Linked DNA regions of Mus musculus: region 2 is linked to region 1. The links are chromatin contacts, called in public promoter capture Hi-C maps. All regions are on one chromosome and are shown on one strand. The core of a region is the stretch at or near the end of the contact, and the rest is flanking DNA. Distances in the headings are between cores, read along the strand shown. Region 1 holds the start of Gadd45a (growth arrest and DNA-damage-inducible 45 alpha). Region 2 holds the start of Rpia (ribose 5-phosphate isomerase A).

The links. Promoter capture Hi-C pulls out the DNA fragments that hold promoters and counts their contacts.
Region 2: a contact with region 1 is called in a promoter capture Hi-C map of cranial neural crest. The contact joins the promoter of Rpia here to the promoter of Gadd45a in region 1. A contact is called at or near these places in 2 of 39 promoter capture datasets (cranial neural crest and pre-B cells) and 1 of 484 Hi-C or Micro-C datasets (CD4 T cells).

Annotation. Positions count from the first base shown.
Region 1 is chr6:67,033,725-67,041,518 of GRCm38.p6, reverse strand. It overlaps Gadd45a (growth arrest and DNA-damage-inducible 45 alpha), which reads left to right and starts at 4,112. Exons shown (of 4, transcript NM_007836.1): 1 at 4,112-4,318; 2 at 4,408-4,509; 3 at 4,604-4,841; 4 at 5,747-6,423. The coding sequence starts at 4,275. The coding sequence ends at 5,860. E230016M11Rik (RIKEN cDNA E230016M11 gene) reads right to left here and starts at 4,920. Exons shown (of 7, transcript NR_040278.1): 1 at 4,584-4,920.
Region 2 is chr6:70,789,109-70,796,902 of GRCm38.p6, reverse strand. It overlaps Rpia (ribose 5-phosphate isomerase A), which reads left to right and starts at 4,728. Exons shown (of 9, transcript NM_009075.2): 1 at 4,728-5,017. The coding sequence starts at 4,754.

The sequences.
Region 1 (7,794 bases), core at 2,863-5,362:
TCATGTGGGAGGGTCCAGCCCATTGTAAGAGGTGCCATCCCTGAGCTGACCACAGGTTCTGTAAGAGAGCTGTCTAAACAAGCCATGGGAAGCAAGGCAGCAAGCAGCACTCTCCCGTGGGCTCTGCAGCAGCTCCTGCCTCCAGGCTCCTTCCTGATTTGAGTTCCTGCCTTGGCTTCCCCCCAGTGGACTGTGATTCAGGATACGTAAACCAAGGAAACCCTTTCCTTCCCAAGTTGCCATGGTGATTTTATCACAGCAAAAGAAACCCTATCTAAAGCAATATCTCTACATACTGGACTCGTTAGGTGGAATATAATCCAGGACTCTAATATAAAGCTGCAAGCAAGCAGGCGGGCTGAGTGCAATTCCTCCTTCCAACCATAATACTCACAGAAGACAATCACTGATGAAACATTCTAGGGAAATTCAGCAATGAGGTAACACAAGCTTGGCTGAGTCAGAGTGTGTGACATGAACAGTTTTTGAATACCAGATTTGGATAAAATGCCATTTTTTTAACAATAAGGCTAAACATAGCATTAAGTATAGTTTTTGAGGGATAAATACTATACTTTTGCTATGTTATACCCATTTTAAACTTCAAATAGCTGCCTTTAATGGGACACTATAGTCCTATGTTTCATCTGAATTGCATAAACAGTGCATGGTTCGACTCAGCTTCCATTCAGATGAGATGGGACGTTCAGCATAACTAGCTGATGACAGTGAATACCATTTTGTCCTAAAATCCAGTTGAAACATAGGTGTGATGGCGACTCTTGGTTGTCAACTTCATTCAGTACATCTGGAATTATCTAAAATTCAAAAACAGAGGGCACCCCAGTGAAGAAATTTTTGCTTAATTTGAAATAGGAAGATCCACTTCTAATCCAGATCCTGAGGCAGGAAAACACACTCCTTTAATATGGACCTTGAGGTGACAAGACACACTCCTTTAATACAGGTCTTGAGGTGGGAAAGGCACACCTTTTATCTGGGCCATACCTTGTGTGGGAAGCTTAGACATGGAAAAAGGAAGCTTTTGCTCATCGCCTGCTTGCTCTAGCCTTGCTAGCATGTCTATTCCTTCACTGCCATTAGAGCCTACTTTAGTGGGATCCCAGCACATTCAGACGACCAACTGAGACATCTAGCCTCAAGGACGGAACAACTTCTAGATTCTTGGACTTTTTGTTCATAGCCAGCCATTGTTGTATTAGTTGGACTACATACTGCCTGTAAGTCAACCTAATAAATCCCCTTTGTATATATGTATGTGTGTATATACATATGCATACATATATATTGATTTTATATGTTCCACTACTCTAAAGAACCCTGATTAATACAATGGACATACCAAGTAGATCATGAGGTCTTTGTAGAGAAAGGACCAGAAATTTTTTAGGGCTTATATTTTTGAAGTGATGTTAAAGGTGACTTTTCTGAGAATTCATGCACAGGACTGTAGGGTCATGAGGTGGTGATTAATTCTCAGATTCTTTTTAATTCATGACACCCACTGTACTACTGAATGTAGGGTGTTGAGGACACCAAGCTGATGAAGTCATAGTCTCTGCTGTCACATCATCTTCTAATTCTTTGTCAGCTGCATCCTTCCAGAGAACTTCTAAGAAATGTCTAATGGGTAGAGCCCTGGAGTTCTAGGGAACACAGTTCATTAGTCTCCAAATGGTGACTCGGAGTGGTTTGTGTCATTATGGTATTTTAAAGATGGTATTTTAGTGCCAGTTACCTGTATTGTTCCTGGAACAAAATTAAGAAAGGAAGCGTTTATTCCTGGGTACAGTTAGTCCATCATGGGGAAGGCTTGACAGCCAGAGCTAGAGGTGGTTGGTCACATGGCATCCTCAGTCAGGAATGAACCAAGAATGACCATGCTCAGTGTAGCTGTTTTCCTTTTTACATGCAGTGAAGACCCCGAGCCCATGGAATGGTTTTATCCATCCTAATCTAGATGACCCATCACAGTCACGCCCAGAGGCTTGTTTTAGTAATGGCTCTTGATCACCATTAAGGTAACGGTCACTGTTAACCATAGAAATTGAAGCCTAAACTTCAATATTGAGATTTTGCCCCTGATGCTGTTTTGTAGGGCTAGAGATCAAATTCTGAGCCTGGGCCTGGAACAAGCTAGGCAACTGCTCTACCACTGACCTAGAATCCCAGGCCCCCAATGGTAGAGAAATTCTCTCTCTCCTCTCCTCCCCTCCCCTCCCCTCCCCTCCCCTCCCCTCCCCTCCCCTCCCCTCCCCTCTCCGCTTTATTTACTTTTGAGTGCTCTAACTGCATGTACACCTCATGCCAGAAGAGGGCATCAGATCCCATTATAGATGATTGTGGGCCACATTTAGTTGCTGGGAATTGAACTCTGGACCTCTGGAAGGATAGCCAGTGTGCTTAACCACTGAGCCAACTCCCCAGTCCCAAGGGATTCTTTAACAAAGCATCGCCATTTAAAGCTTTAAGGCGTAAGTATGAGGTACACAGCACCCAGGGTAAGTCATACACTGACATTTGCTCCTTTACTCAACTTTTGTCTCTTGGGGACATCTCCAATAAGTGAACTAGAAAACCAACCTATAAATTATCCATTAAGTTAAGATTAAGAGAATTTGAAAATATTTTGTCCACAAGAATAAAAACTTGCCGGGTATGGTGGCGCACGCCTTTAATCCCAGCACTCGGGAGGCAGAGGCAGACGGATTTCTAAGTTCGAGGCCAGCCTGGTCTACAAAGTGAGTTCCAAGACAGTCAGGACTACACAGAGAAACCCTGTCTCGAAAAACCACCCCTCCCCCCGCAAAAAAAATCTTAAGGATAACTCACATGTACCTCTGCAAAATTTACTTCTGTAACTGTAAGCTACCCAGTGACCTCAATATTAGCACTGTTAAGAATGCAAGCATATGGGCTGCAATTTCACCACTCTCCGTGACTAGTAGGTTCAGGCAATGCTTTTGTATTTACTGAATAAGCTCATAAAACAAAGAGAGTTTTGAGCTATCCAGTAAAAGTTTGCATTAAAAATTGTTTTTACTTTGTAACTCCTGCTTGCAGTTACGAGGGTTTGCCTTCTACCTACAAGTTGCTATTATCTCAAAGGTGAAATTTGAGCACATGGCTAAAATGTACTACAGTTACAGCTTCATGATTCAGCTTCAGTAATTCAGAGTGAGCTCATAGACAGTAAAGGTGGTGTCATACTCTTCTGCCTGTGATGGGACGCTCAGGGAACATCGTGAGCACCTCGAATTTCCATGATGGCACCTCTGAATACCACAGAATTTCTCTCTTAGCTCTTACTTGATCAGAAGGAGCCTTCTTCAGGAAGGATTCTAAGAACGGTGAATTTGGCTCGTTAAACATGCGATCACCAGCTCCCCACCTTACATGGAGTAGGCAGAAATTTCACCAACTTTTTGTGGAAAAGATTCCAACTTGGTACTGTGCCACCACTACACACAAATGCGATTTTTTTTTTTTTTTTCTTCTCCCTGGAGTTTCAAATTCTCACAACCAACCAAAACCAAATCAAACCAGCCATCAGGGCACCAAAAGACTACTACTGGGAATAAGCAGGTTTACCTGAAACTTGCATATAAACACTGAAGCAAGCTTTGCCCGGCATGTCTGGACACTTAAAAATATGCTTACTAACAACAGCTAGACTGGAGTGCATTAATCCCTGGAAGTAAAATTTAAAAAGCAGCCCCTTAACACAAAGGGCACGAAACGACAATCAAAAGATGTCCACAACCAGAAAAACAATTGGCAGGCTGTTTCAGTCAGAGCTGAGGACACTTGAACCACTGCAAAGCCCTCCGCACCAGAAGGCTCCACAAACTACCTAGAGCTGGCTCAGGACCCCACCAACCGGGTTTCAGCACCACCTTCGTCCCGTGGGCTCCCTCCCGCGTAGCTCCGCCCCTTTCCGCTCAACTCTGCCTTGCTTTGGTGGAGCGAGGGTCTGGGTGTCAACGTCTGCTAATTTGCATAACCCAATGGCCTGACTGCATGCAAATGAAGCTGGACCTGGTTGGCTGAGGGCTAGCCCCATATCTCCGGAATCGGGCCCTTTGTCCTCCAGTGGCCCCGAGGCAGCAGTGCAGAGTTCCCCAGCGAGGCTAGGCGAGCAGCCGGCCGGCCGGAGCGGAGAAGGGAGGGTGGGAGCGAGCGCAGAGCCGGCGCCGCGCACTGTGGGGGCCAGGAGCAGCCCGCGCGCCGAGGGAGGGACTCGCACTTGCAATATGACTTTGGAGGAATTCTCGGCTGCAGAGCAGAAGACCGAAAGGTAAGTGTGCCTGCCGACTCGGTGGCCGCCGCCCCTCCCGCCTCGCGTCCGGGGACCCGGCTGACCCGCTCTCACCCTGCCGCCCGCAGGATGGACACGGTGGGCGATGCCCTGGAGGAAGTGCTCAGCAAGGCTCGGAGTCAGCGCACCATTACGGTCGGCGTGTACGAGGCTGCCAAGCTGCTCAACGTGTAAGTGGCCCGCGTTCCCCGCTCGCCCACCCACCCGCCTCTACCCCGCGCCCCCCTGAGCGTATGCAACTCACCGCTGCCCCGCTGCCCGCAGAGACCCCGATAACGTGGTACTGTGCCTGCTGGCTGCTGACGAAGACGACGACCGGGATGTGGCTCTGCAGATCCATTTCACCCTCATCCGTGCGTTCTGCTGCGAGAACGACATCAACATCCTGCGGGTCAGCAACCCGGGTCGGCTAGCTGAGCTGCTGCTACTGGAGAACGACGCGGGCCCGGCGGAGAGCGGGGGCGCCGCGCAGACCCCGGACCTGCACTGTGTGCTGGTGACGGTAAGAGACCCGGGGCTGCAGCCCAGAATCTGCTGGGGTGGACCTTGTCCGAGCTGAACGCTGATCTCGCGGGGGTTGTGATAGGGTACGGAGCGTGTCTAAGCTCGTGGGTGGCCTCCAGCGGCGGAAGATATCCCTGTGAGTCAGCAAGCTGCCCAGCTGCTACCTCTGCTTACCTCTGCACAACCTCGCGTGGCTAATTCTTTGAGCAGAACAGATTAGATAAAGCCAAATAAATTCCCGGTTTACCCTTCGTTAAGAAGTTAGCTTCATTCTTCATTTGCTGTCAAAGCTAAAGGTAGAAGTGGTGTAGGAGACAGACCTTATTAATTCCCTGGATATAGATAGATACTCTGAAGTGTACCGAGTGGAATTCTTTTCTTTGCTGCTCTTGAGTTTGTTTAAACGAGCTCCCTCCTCCCCACCGCTTAAAAATGTGTGGTGGGTTGATAGTGTTTTCAGAAAGAACCGTGCTGTCTAGGTCTTCTGGTTTTTTGTTTTTGTACTCTTTCTCTTCTGACTTGTGTAGGGAAGTGACTGCCTGGTTACTTGTTGCTGCCAGTAAAATGTGCTATTCATCGTCAGGGAAGATAAGAGTTCAGCAGCTGCCTGCCCTGCAGCCCTCACCGTGCACACAGCCTGAGAATGCTTTTCAGGAGTCTTTTACTTATGACCCACCAGGGTACATGCTTGGAAGGGAGGTCTTAAGAATGGTAACCTCATGCAGAATGGGGTAGTTAATATGCAAAACTCTGTGTAGTTCCGTGCACGTTACAGGTGTTTAGACTATGCTAGATGCTGTTTTTAACAGAATGTTCGGGGTTTGGCCCTTTCAAAAGTAGCACAATTAGTAGCAGAAGCTGATTATTTTCCGGGGAAGTAATTTTTTCAAAATCTGTTCACAGAACCCACATTCATCACAATGGAAGGATCCTGCCTTAAGTCAACTTATTTGTTTTTGCCGGGAAAGTCGCTACATGGATCAGTGGGTGCCCGTGATTAATCTCCCGGAACGGTGATGGCATCCGAATGGAAATAACTGAACCAAATTGCACTGAAGTTTTGAAATACCTTTGTAGTTACTCAAGCAGTCACTCCCCACGCTGATGCAAGGATTACAGAAACTGATGTCAAGGGGCCGAGTTCAACTGCACGAGGGCTCAGAGATGACTTTGCAGAGGGAGAGAGAGGTGAGCCTGAAGAAGGAAGCTGCGAGAAAAGAGAAATCCAAGGCAAAAGGGACAAAAACTACAAAGCACTGCAAGAAAGAAAACTGCTAATTTAGGATGGCCAGGTTACTTTCAAATAAGCCAAATATTGCTTTGTTGAAACTTTAAATGTATAGCAATAGTTTGGGTATTTTTTTTCTTTTTTTTTTTTGGTCTTTATGCCCTCAAATAAAAGGAAAGTAAAAGAGGATTAATCATATTTTCAAGCCACAGTTTAAATGTATTTTGATGAGATGTTAAATTCTCAGAAGTTTTATTATAAATCTTACTAAGTTATTTTATGATGTGAAAGGTTATTTATGATAAAGTTTTTGAAGCACATTATCTAAAATAAACTGGTATGGAATAATTGTGTCATTTCTCAACGTGTGGTTTGTGTTTTACAATATTGATTATTGGACATTCTATTGAAGCTTTGCTGTATTTTACACTAGGCAGGAAGATGGTGGGGGGGGGCGGTTGTAGAGGGTCGGGGTAAGGAAAAAGGGAATATGGCAAGATTCACCTTGCAAAGTCTAAATTACAGTGAATGACTTAAATGCTATAATTAATTGCATGCAAAACGTGGAAGCAGAGAGGAGGGTTACCAAAGCTGCTTGAAGATGAGTGAAGCTTTTACTGAGGAAAAAACATTTCATTGGAGGCATCAAAGATCACAGCCTGCAGAGAGACCTACGAGGGTGTCTCTGCCTGCCTCTGGTGTAGGCAGATAAGTGAGAGAGGGTTGGAAAGGTGGGGGTTCAGCTCAGATGCTGACAGGAGTTCTTGCATCACCATTATGTATTTGAGCTTCTTTCTGTGAACTTGCCACAGTCTGCAGAAGGAAGTGACCTGGTCAGTGTTGTAGGTAGATAACTTGGGGAGGTATGGGGTAGTAAATAGGGTGAGTGGCTGGCTATACAGTACCAGCGTAAGGGAGAACCGTGGCAAAGGGCAGGTTTTGTCAAGTTGTAGCCTCTTCCCAGAGAATTTCCCCTACTGCTGTGAGAGGTCTGATTATGTCAGGGAAGAAGTGTCAGAGGAAAAAGAAGAAGAAAAGACTTCAGTAGAAGAAGCCTTTCTACTGTCTGGTTAGAAAGCACCTGGTAATTAACTGTAGCTGGGAGGCAGAGGCAAGGGAAGCAAAGGTGTGTGCTGAAGACAAAGCCTGGCAGAGCTATAGTCTCCACTGTTTGCCCCTCTCCCTCCCCTCCTCCTCCCCCTCCCTCCCTCTCTCTTCTCCTCTCTCTCTGGAGCTCTCTCTTTCTCTATTTCCCTCCCTCCCTCCCTCCCTCCCTCCCTCCCTCCCTCCCTCCCTTCCTCTCTGGAACTCCTTGGGCCCCTACTGTTTGCCAGCCTTCTTGTGACCATCAGGGAGAGCAGAAGAAACCACAAAACCCTTAAGCTTCTGCCCATCTTGTATAGGCCTATGAGCCTTCTGCTTTTCTACTCTTAGGAATGTGGATTTCTAGGCCTTATTTAGTCTTTGCTTGAAGACAATGTGTAATCCCAAACAACTGGAATAACAACATTTACTTTTATATTAGCAGGAGATTTGAGAGCAATTCCTTTCGAGCAAGCCCTTTAGCCTTCCCACTAGCGGCTTGTTCGGTTTCCACAACTGTTGTATTTCATGAACTAAGTTAAACCAAGTAGGACACGTGGAGAAAAGCAGCTGTTTGCTGGAAAGCACATGAGTGGCAGTCAGGTCTCCACCAGCACCCCCACCATTCATTCATGTGTAA
Region 2 (7,794 bases), core at 3,479-5,978, 3.8 Mb before region 1:
ACAGGGGCCACTCCAGTTCTGGTACTGTAAGAGGGCCAGACTATGTCTCAAGTAGCTAAGAGAGCCTGGCAGTGTTATCTATGTGGGTTTGTGGGCATGAAAAACGAGTTATTGTGTCATAGAGACTTGCCCTGAAGCTATTAACATCAGACAATAAGTAGCCTGGTTGGATTCCATGCAAGGGGTCCTGAAAGGCTCTTCTGTATAGTCTGGACAATGACCTGTGGTGGCTGTACTTTTGGTTTCAAAGGAGTGCATTTATTAACTATATAGCAAGAAACATAAAAGAATAAATACCAAGTGGTGGATATAGAGAAGCAGCAGACAGACAGTGAGTGAGCCATAATCAATTTGGGCCACTCACAATACCCTGCAGAGATGGCTGGTGGTGGTGAGGGACCAGTCAACCAGGTCTTACAGCACCCAGAAGACATCATAGACTGGGGGAACGCTGTTGAAGCGTAGCTAGGTTTTCTTTCTTTCTTCCTCCCTCCCTCCCTCCCTCCCTCCCTCCCTCCCTCCCTCCCTCCCTCCCTCCCTCCCTCCCTCCCTCCCTCCCTCCCTCCCTCTCTTCCTCCCTTCCTTCCTTCCTTCCTTCCTTCCTTCCTTCCTTCCTTCCTTCCTTCCTTCCTTCCTTCCTTCCTTCCTTCCTTCCTTCCTTTCAGATCAAGCTGGCCTCGAACTCAAAGATCCATCTGCCTCTGCCTCCCGAGTGCTGGGATTAAAGGAGTGCGCCACCACACCCAGCTGTAGCTGGGGTTTCTAATTCACAGTTTTCTCTCCATGGACGACCTTCTGGGTTCTGGGTTCTCTGGTAGGCATGTAAACTCTGTTGGACATGGTTCACTTTCTAGCTATTCTCAAGGCCACAAAGTTTTGTTTTGTTTTGATTTTTGTTTTTTTGAGACAGGTTTTTTTTTTTTGTTTTTGTTTTTGTTTTTTTTTTTTCTGTGTAGCCTTAGCTGTCCTGGGACCTGCTCTGGAGACCAGGCTAGACTGGAACTCAGAGATCTGCTTGCCTCTGTCTCCCACGTGCTTGGATTAAAGGTATGTGCTGCTACCATCTGGTGGCACAAGAGTTTTACTATTCTTAGTTCTTTCCCATTCTCCCTGTCACAGAGTTAGGGGTCCAGTCTGACCTAGGTCATGGAGCTTTGGCAGACACTGGAGATAAACATGCTTCTTAGATCTATGGTGACAGCAAGGAGACAGGAGAGCCTCCTTGTTCTCTACATCCATTTTAACAAACTTAAAGCACATGAGGACTTAACACACTGTAGAGGCTAGTGAGGGGAGCTATGAAGTAAGACTAAGTTGCAGTAGAGACCCCATTATGCCGAAAATGCCAAGACTGTAGGATGCCGACCAATGAAAGCTATAGGCAATGAGTGGGGCTGCCCCAAGAGAGAAACTGCATGTGCTTTAGGTGGCAGACCTAGAGGGTCAGGGCTACCCCAGGATGTTGGAGTCTGGTGATACCGATAAGAACCCCAGATGCTGGTACAGGGTTTGGTGTTTGCCCTGCTGGGTTTCTGTCTTGGTTTGGTCCGGTTTATTTCCTTGCTGTGTCCCCATTCTTGCACTTTGGGATGGGAATGCTCACTTTGGGCCATTGTATATTGTAATTTATTTATTTATTTATTTTTTTAAGTTTTCTTTTTTTCCCATTTTTATTAGGTATTTAGCTCATTTACATTTCCAATGCTATACCAAAAGTCCCCCATATCCACCCACCCCCACTCCCCTGCCCACCCACTCCCCCTTTTTGGCCCTGGTGTTCCCCTGTACTGGGGCATATAAAGTTTGCAAGTCCAATGGGCCTCTATATTGTAATTTATAACTTGTTCTTTTCCACTACCAGGGATTGATCTACCGTGCTGGTCAAGTGCTCTATCGTCTACGGTGGTTGTAACATAAACTGTCTTGTTTTGCAGGGGCTCCCAGAGAATGCCTTAGTTTTAGAAGAAACTTTGGGCTTTAGAAAAACTACAGAACTGTTAAGATTTTGGGGATTACAACAAAGCAGACTAAGAGAAGGGTACAGGTGAAAGGAAGGACACTTGTAGGGCAGCCTCCGAAAGGGGGAGTGGAGTTCAGTGTCATTGAGATACAAATAGTGTGAAGGTTTAAAAGGTCTACTTTTATCTTTTATGTGTGTGATGCCTAAATGTATGGCTGTGTATCATGTGAGAGGTCAGATGAGGATGTCCGATCCCCTGGACCTGGAGCTATATGTGTTTGCAAGCTGCATGATGTGAGGTGCTGGAAACTCAAGTCTGCCCTCTACAAGAGCACCAAGCGCTTATCTCTCTAGGCCCTGTCTTTTGGTTTTTGAAGCCAGGGTCTTGCTATGTTGCCTAGGCTGACCTGGAACTCTGCTATTTAGGCAGCCTGGCCTGGAACTCCCTCAAATCCACGTACCTCTGCTTCCCATGCCCTACAAACAGTGAAGTTTTGATAACGTGCTTAGTCCTATAGCTAATGGTGCTTACTAAAGGACAGGAATTCTGAATGACTGAAGGCAGAGTGTAGCGTTGAGGCATGGAATGTGTGCTATTCTATCTTGCTTCAGATACACGTTGAGGATCTTTTGTGTGTGAGCAGCAGCCTGATAGCCTGCACAGAGGATGAATGCTAAGCACAAAGTAAGTAAAGAATAAAGGATCGAGGAAAGACCTTCTGAACTAGTGGTGTAATCCTAGCTACATCCTAGCATATGGGCTGAAAGTTCAAGGGATGCCTGGGCTACGGAATGAGGCCAAGGCTGGATGGTCAGCTTAGTGAGACCCTGCTGCCAATGTCAGGGGGGCATGTGGCAGAGACCCAGCTTCACAGTGCTGAGTGACTGCAGGAGTCAGAGTTATTTCCAGAGACGTCTACTCTGGTGGATCCAGGATCCAAGTCATAGTTCAGTTTATTATAAAGGGGTTTTATTTCATATTTAAAGATGGGGTTAATATGAAGGGAGATACTATCTGTTTTGCAGCTTTATGTCAACTTGACACATGCTCGCCATCTGAGTGGAGGGAACCTCAGCTGAGAAAATGACTTCATAAGATCGTCCTGGAGGCAAGCCTGTAGGACATTTTCTTAATTAGTGATTGGTATGAGAGGACCCAGCCCATGGTGGGTGGGGCTCCATCTGTCCTGGTGGTTCTGGGTGTTGCAAGAAAGCAGGCTGAGTAAGCTGTGAGGAGCAGGCCGGTAAACAGCACCTCTGCCTCCAGGTTCCTGACACTGTTTCCCTCAGTGCACTGTGATTCAGGACATATAATCCAAATGAACCCTGCCCTCCCCAAGTTGCTTTTAGTCATGGTGTTTCATCACAGCAACAATAATAATTCTACGATACTACCCTTGTATGGATGTGGTCTCCTCAAGAGGGAGTCTCATGTAAGTGTCCAATCAATAGCGGCACACCTGATTATGGTGGGTCCTGAAGTTACATTTGTAATGGTGGCTGAAGAATTTTCTTCTTCTTTTTTTTTTTTTTTTTGGTAAAGGAGACTATCGAGTGGTTTCTGAGTGCCTTGGGCAGGATTACAGTCTGATAAAGATAAAACTCAGGTTATAAAAGTTGCAAAAAAGCATTGTGACCGGTCTTTATTGTTCCTAAGGGTTCCTGGAACATTCTAGCTCTTGGGGGTTGCTGGCACATGCCTTTTGCAGGCACACACCGTTAACCTCTGCTCTGGGGAAGGAAAGTCAGGCTGATCTCGGTGAGTTCAAGGGCATCTTGGTCTACAGAGTTCCTGGACAGCCATGGTTGCAAAGAGAGATCCTGTCTCAAAACACACAAACAAAACAACAAAAAGGACTTCCAGACCTATTTGGTGATGTAATCCCATATCAGGAAAAATGCTCCAAGTTCCAGGCCAGCCTGGACTGAACTCTACAGTGAGTTCAGGCCACTGGGACTGCTGAATGAGACCAAGAACTTGCAGCAAACTAAAGGCAGAAAAGGGGAAGCCCGATAAGGTACACTGGCCTGTGCGCTCGTGACCGGGCTCCATTTAGACACCCTGCATCCAATACCAAGAGCAGAACAATGTCCAAGGCGGGAGTTACTGATTGAACTTGTAACCTTGGGTTTGTGAAGGTCTAGCACAGACATCAGAAGACCTGGGAGTCCCAAGTGTGTCATCAATGAGTGACTCTAGAGCACTGTAAGAAGATGGCTCTGCCGGTAAAGTACTGACTGACACTACCAAGACGGTCAGATAACGGACTTCTGCAAGTTGTTCTTTGGCCTCCACAAGCACAACCTAAATAATACAATGTAATTAAAAGATTTTTTTTAAAAAAAGGCCGTTGTGTTGGTAGAACCACTTGCCTGAGGATTCGCTTACAACACAGCAACGTTCTCATTTGCTGGGCAAACAAGGTCAGGTTTTTAATAGTGTCTCTCTCTTTTTCTAGAATACGCGTACAGCCGGAAAGGTTCTTGGAGTTCACCTAAAGGTGTAAACACTTGACCCCAAGGTAGGGAGTTATTAGCTTCCTAGACAGCAGTTACCCGGACCTTCCGGACAGAAAGTCTGGAGTCAAGGCGGGCGATTTGCACACTAGGGTCGATCGTATTGTGGGACTTGTAGTCCCGAATGCAGAAGGGCCTAGGAACCACTGTCGCCGTAGGACTACATTTCCCAGCAACACGCATTTAGTAATACGCGCGGGGCAGGTTGCGCAAGCGAGCGGGTTTCCGGAGGAGTTGGGGGTGGGGCGGCCGGAGAGGCTGGAGCGAGGCGGCGGGATGCAGCGCCCCGGGCCCTTCAGCACCCTCTACGGGCGGGTCCTGGCCCCACTGCCCGGGCGGGCCGGGGGCGCGGCCTCGGGCGGGGGCGGGAACAACTGGGGCCTCTCGGGTTCCCACGTGCAGTTGCCGGGGCGTGCACATTCGGAGACCCGCGGCGACAAGGGAGGCTCGAGCGCGGGCGGCCCGGCCCCCTCCACGATGTCCAAGGCCGAGGAGGCTAAGAAGCTGGCGAGCCACACGGCGGTGGAGAACCACGTGAAGGTGGGCAGCTGGTGACGGCGTGATGGCTTCGTGCTGCGCGCCCAGGGCACTGCCAGGGTGCGCCTGACTCCTGAAAGGGCGAGGGTTGCGAGAGAGGGGAGAGGATGAGCCTTGTACCCGAATTCGCGCTGTTCTTCCCAACCCTTGAAAGGCCTTCTAGACCCCGAATGGGTGGGTGTCAACTCTTCCCCCAACTGGAGCCTTTTCTACAAAGATTCCCTGTCCGGCTGGAACTGGGTGCACAGTAGAGCCTGGCTGTGCTCTGTTTTAGAGTCTTGTCAGGCTGTTAATGCGTGCCTCCTAATCAGCCCATTGAAAATGGTGAGCCCCGAGGCTGCTGTTCTTCACTTCTCACTTACCGCGAAGCCAGCGGAGGGCTGTTTTGCAAAGTGTTTTGAAATTTTACTCCAAACAGGCTTTTCAGCTCCTCCCGCTGAGGAGCTAGAGTGCTGTCTTTACAAAGAAGCCATCAGGTTACTGTTGACAGGGCCGGGTGGCCAGACATCTGGAGGTGCTGCTTTTTAGGAGGGGTCCAGATGTTTTGAAGTTAGTAAGGCTGTGTCCACATTTGTTAAGTGGCTGGTGTGGTGCTCTGAGTGGACTCTTAGTGTAGGTGGGTTTGCTATCCCGTATGTAGCAGGTTAATTATCTTAATTGTATTACTTCTGTTGCCCTGTGGTGAAGTTTCCTGGTCTTGTTTTCTATTTCTTAGATCGCGTTATCAGAATCCGTATCTTCGTTAAAGGGAATTCTTTTCACTTGTTAAAGCTATGCTGCCCAAAGTTACTTTGCAAAGACACTGTTCTTAGAGCTTTATCTTCCTGCCTAGGGTGAGGGTGGCCTGAGTGGGCGGGGCCGGGTCTGATAACCTCAGGCTTGCCTGTTCTATAGAAGAACACCATTTTTGTTTCAGGCAGGGCTCTTATGCCCTTCTGTTCTAGGGTAGCTTTTTGCTCATCTAGTTAGCATAGGATTTTATACTTGAATTAAGAGGTGTGAGGTATGAATATGAATTTAAAATGTGTAATTTGGCTCTGTGTTTGGAACACAGTGCCACAGGGGTAAAACTGGGACAGTAAAGAGAGATTTCAAAATGCCTTTGTGAAGTGACTTAATAGATTGATAAATGAAATCCATACCTCAGGAGAGCCCATTATCTTAGTTATCCTGTTAATGTTTAGTGGTACACGTCTCCTTGACCTTTGCCTTATCGTTATGTATTTGACTAAATTAAAATCTGCAAGCCTTCCCCTCATGTTCCAGCCATATTCAAAGGACTTTACTACTTTCAGTTTTCCCTTGGCTTTTTTCTTAAGGAGACTAGGAGACAACGATTTCCTCTTCCTATTTTGAAACTCAGGTTGGCTTTGAAACCCTCCCTTCCCCTCTGACTGGCTGGCTAGCACATCTCAAGGGAGGAACTTGATATGTGGACTGTGCTAGCTTTGAAATCTACCTGCTTCTGTCCGAGTGCCGGGATTAAAGGTGTGTATCACCACTCAGCTTTACCCACTTGATTCTGCCTCCCAAGGGCTGGCATTATAGGTAGGTGGCACACCCAGCTCCCTCTGATCTGGACTCCCAGACACTTCAGCGTGACCTATGTTCTAGTTTTTCTGTGCGTTTCTCTTGCCCAAGTCCCTGTGAGCTGTGGGAGGAGACTTAGTGCTATCTATACATTCAGCATTGGGTACAGTGAGGGCTGCCTAGGCAGTGGTCAGTAAGTTGTGTGGAGTGGGAACACTGATATGGACGTTGGGGGTTGTGGGTTTGGTGGCCCTTTCGTAGGCTCTCTGAGTGTGGGGTTTCCAGTCCCCTCAGCCCGCTGGTGTTCCACCGTGGCTACTTCTACTCCAGGGTAGATGGAGAACTCAGAATTCTCAGTTGAATCTTTGTCACCAGGTCCAGACCTGCCTGATTCTAAAGGTGTAGTTACCTCAGAAGGGTTAGTGTATACAGCTCTGCTATCTTCATGGTTTGTTTCTTCATCCTTTGCTCTCTGTGGAGCCTGGGCTTTGATTTGAGATTGGCTTAGCCTGAGGAAACTAGTGGGCAGACAGTATTAATATTATTATTAGTATTTTTTTTTTTGAGACAGAGTCTTATTAGGTATTTTTGACTGCCCTGGGATTTACTATGTAGACTTGGCTGGCTTCAAACTCACAGAGATCTGCCTGCCTCTGCCTTTCTAATGCTAGGATTAAAGGGATACATCACCATACTTGGCAGTTTTTGTGTTTTTAATCTGGTAGAAGCCTGTTTTACTGACATACTATTCCAAACTCACCAAATACACCAAGAGCCTTAGCCCATCGAAGCCAGCCTTATAGAGTCATGAGATTACCACATTGGACTTGATAGCATGCTGTTTAGCATTGCCTTTTAGGAGGGTTATCAGCTGTCAGGCCAGTTTGCAGGTAGCGATTCACCAATTTGGCTTTGGCTATGGCACTCACTCCCGGACCTGTTATTTTGTTTGAAGGTGGCAAGATCTGGCAGACCCTGCAGTTCATCTAGAATAGAGCCTGTCTGATGTACTGAGTTGACCTTTGTGCTACATGCCTCCTAGGACTGATGTGAGCTAAAGAGGAGTCTGGTAATCAGATTTGGCCTCAGGTCAAATGTGAAGGTCAGGTTACGTTTACCTAGGCTTTAAGAAATGGAGGTGTTCACTATTATTTGGATACTTCACATCTTGATATTTAGCTGTCTTAAATACTTTGTTAGGTTCCTTTATTTGACTCCCTTGCATTTTGAGTTCGTGGGACAGCTGATGA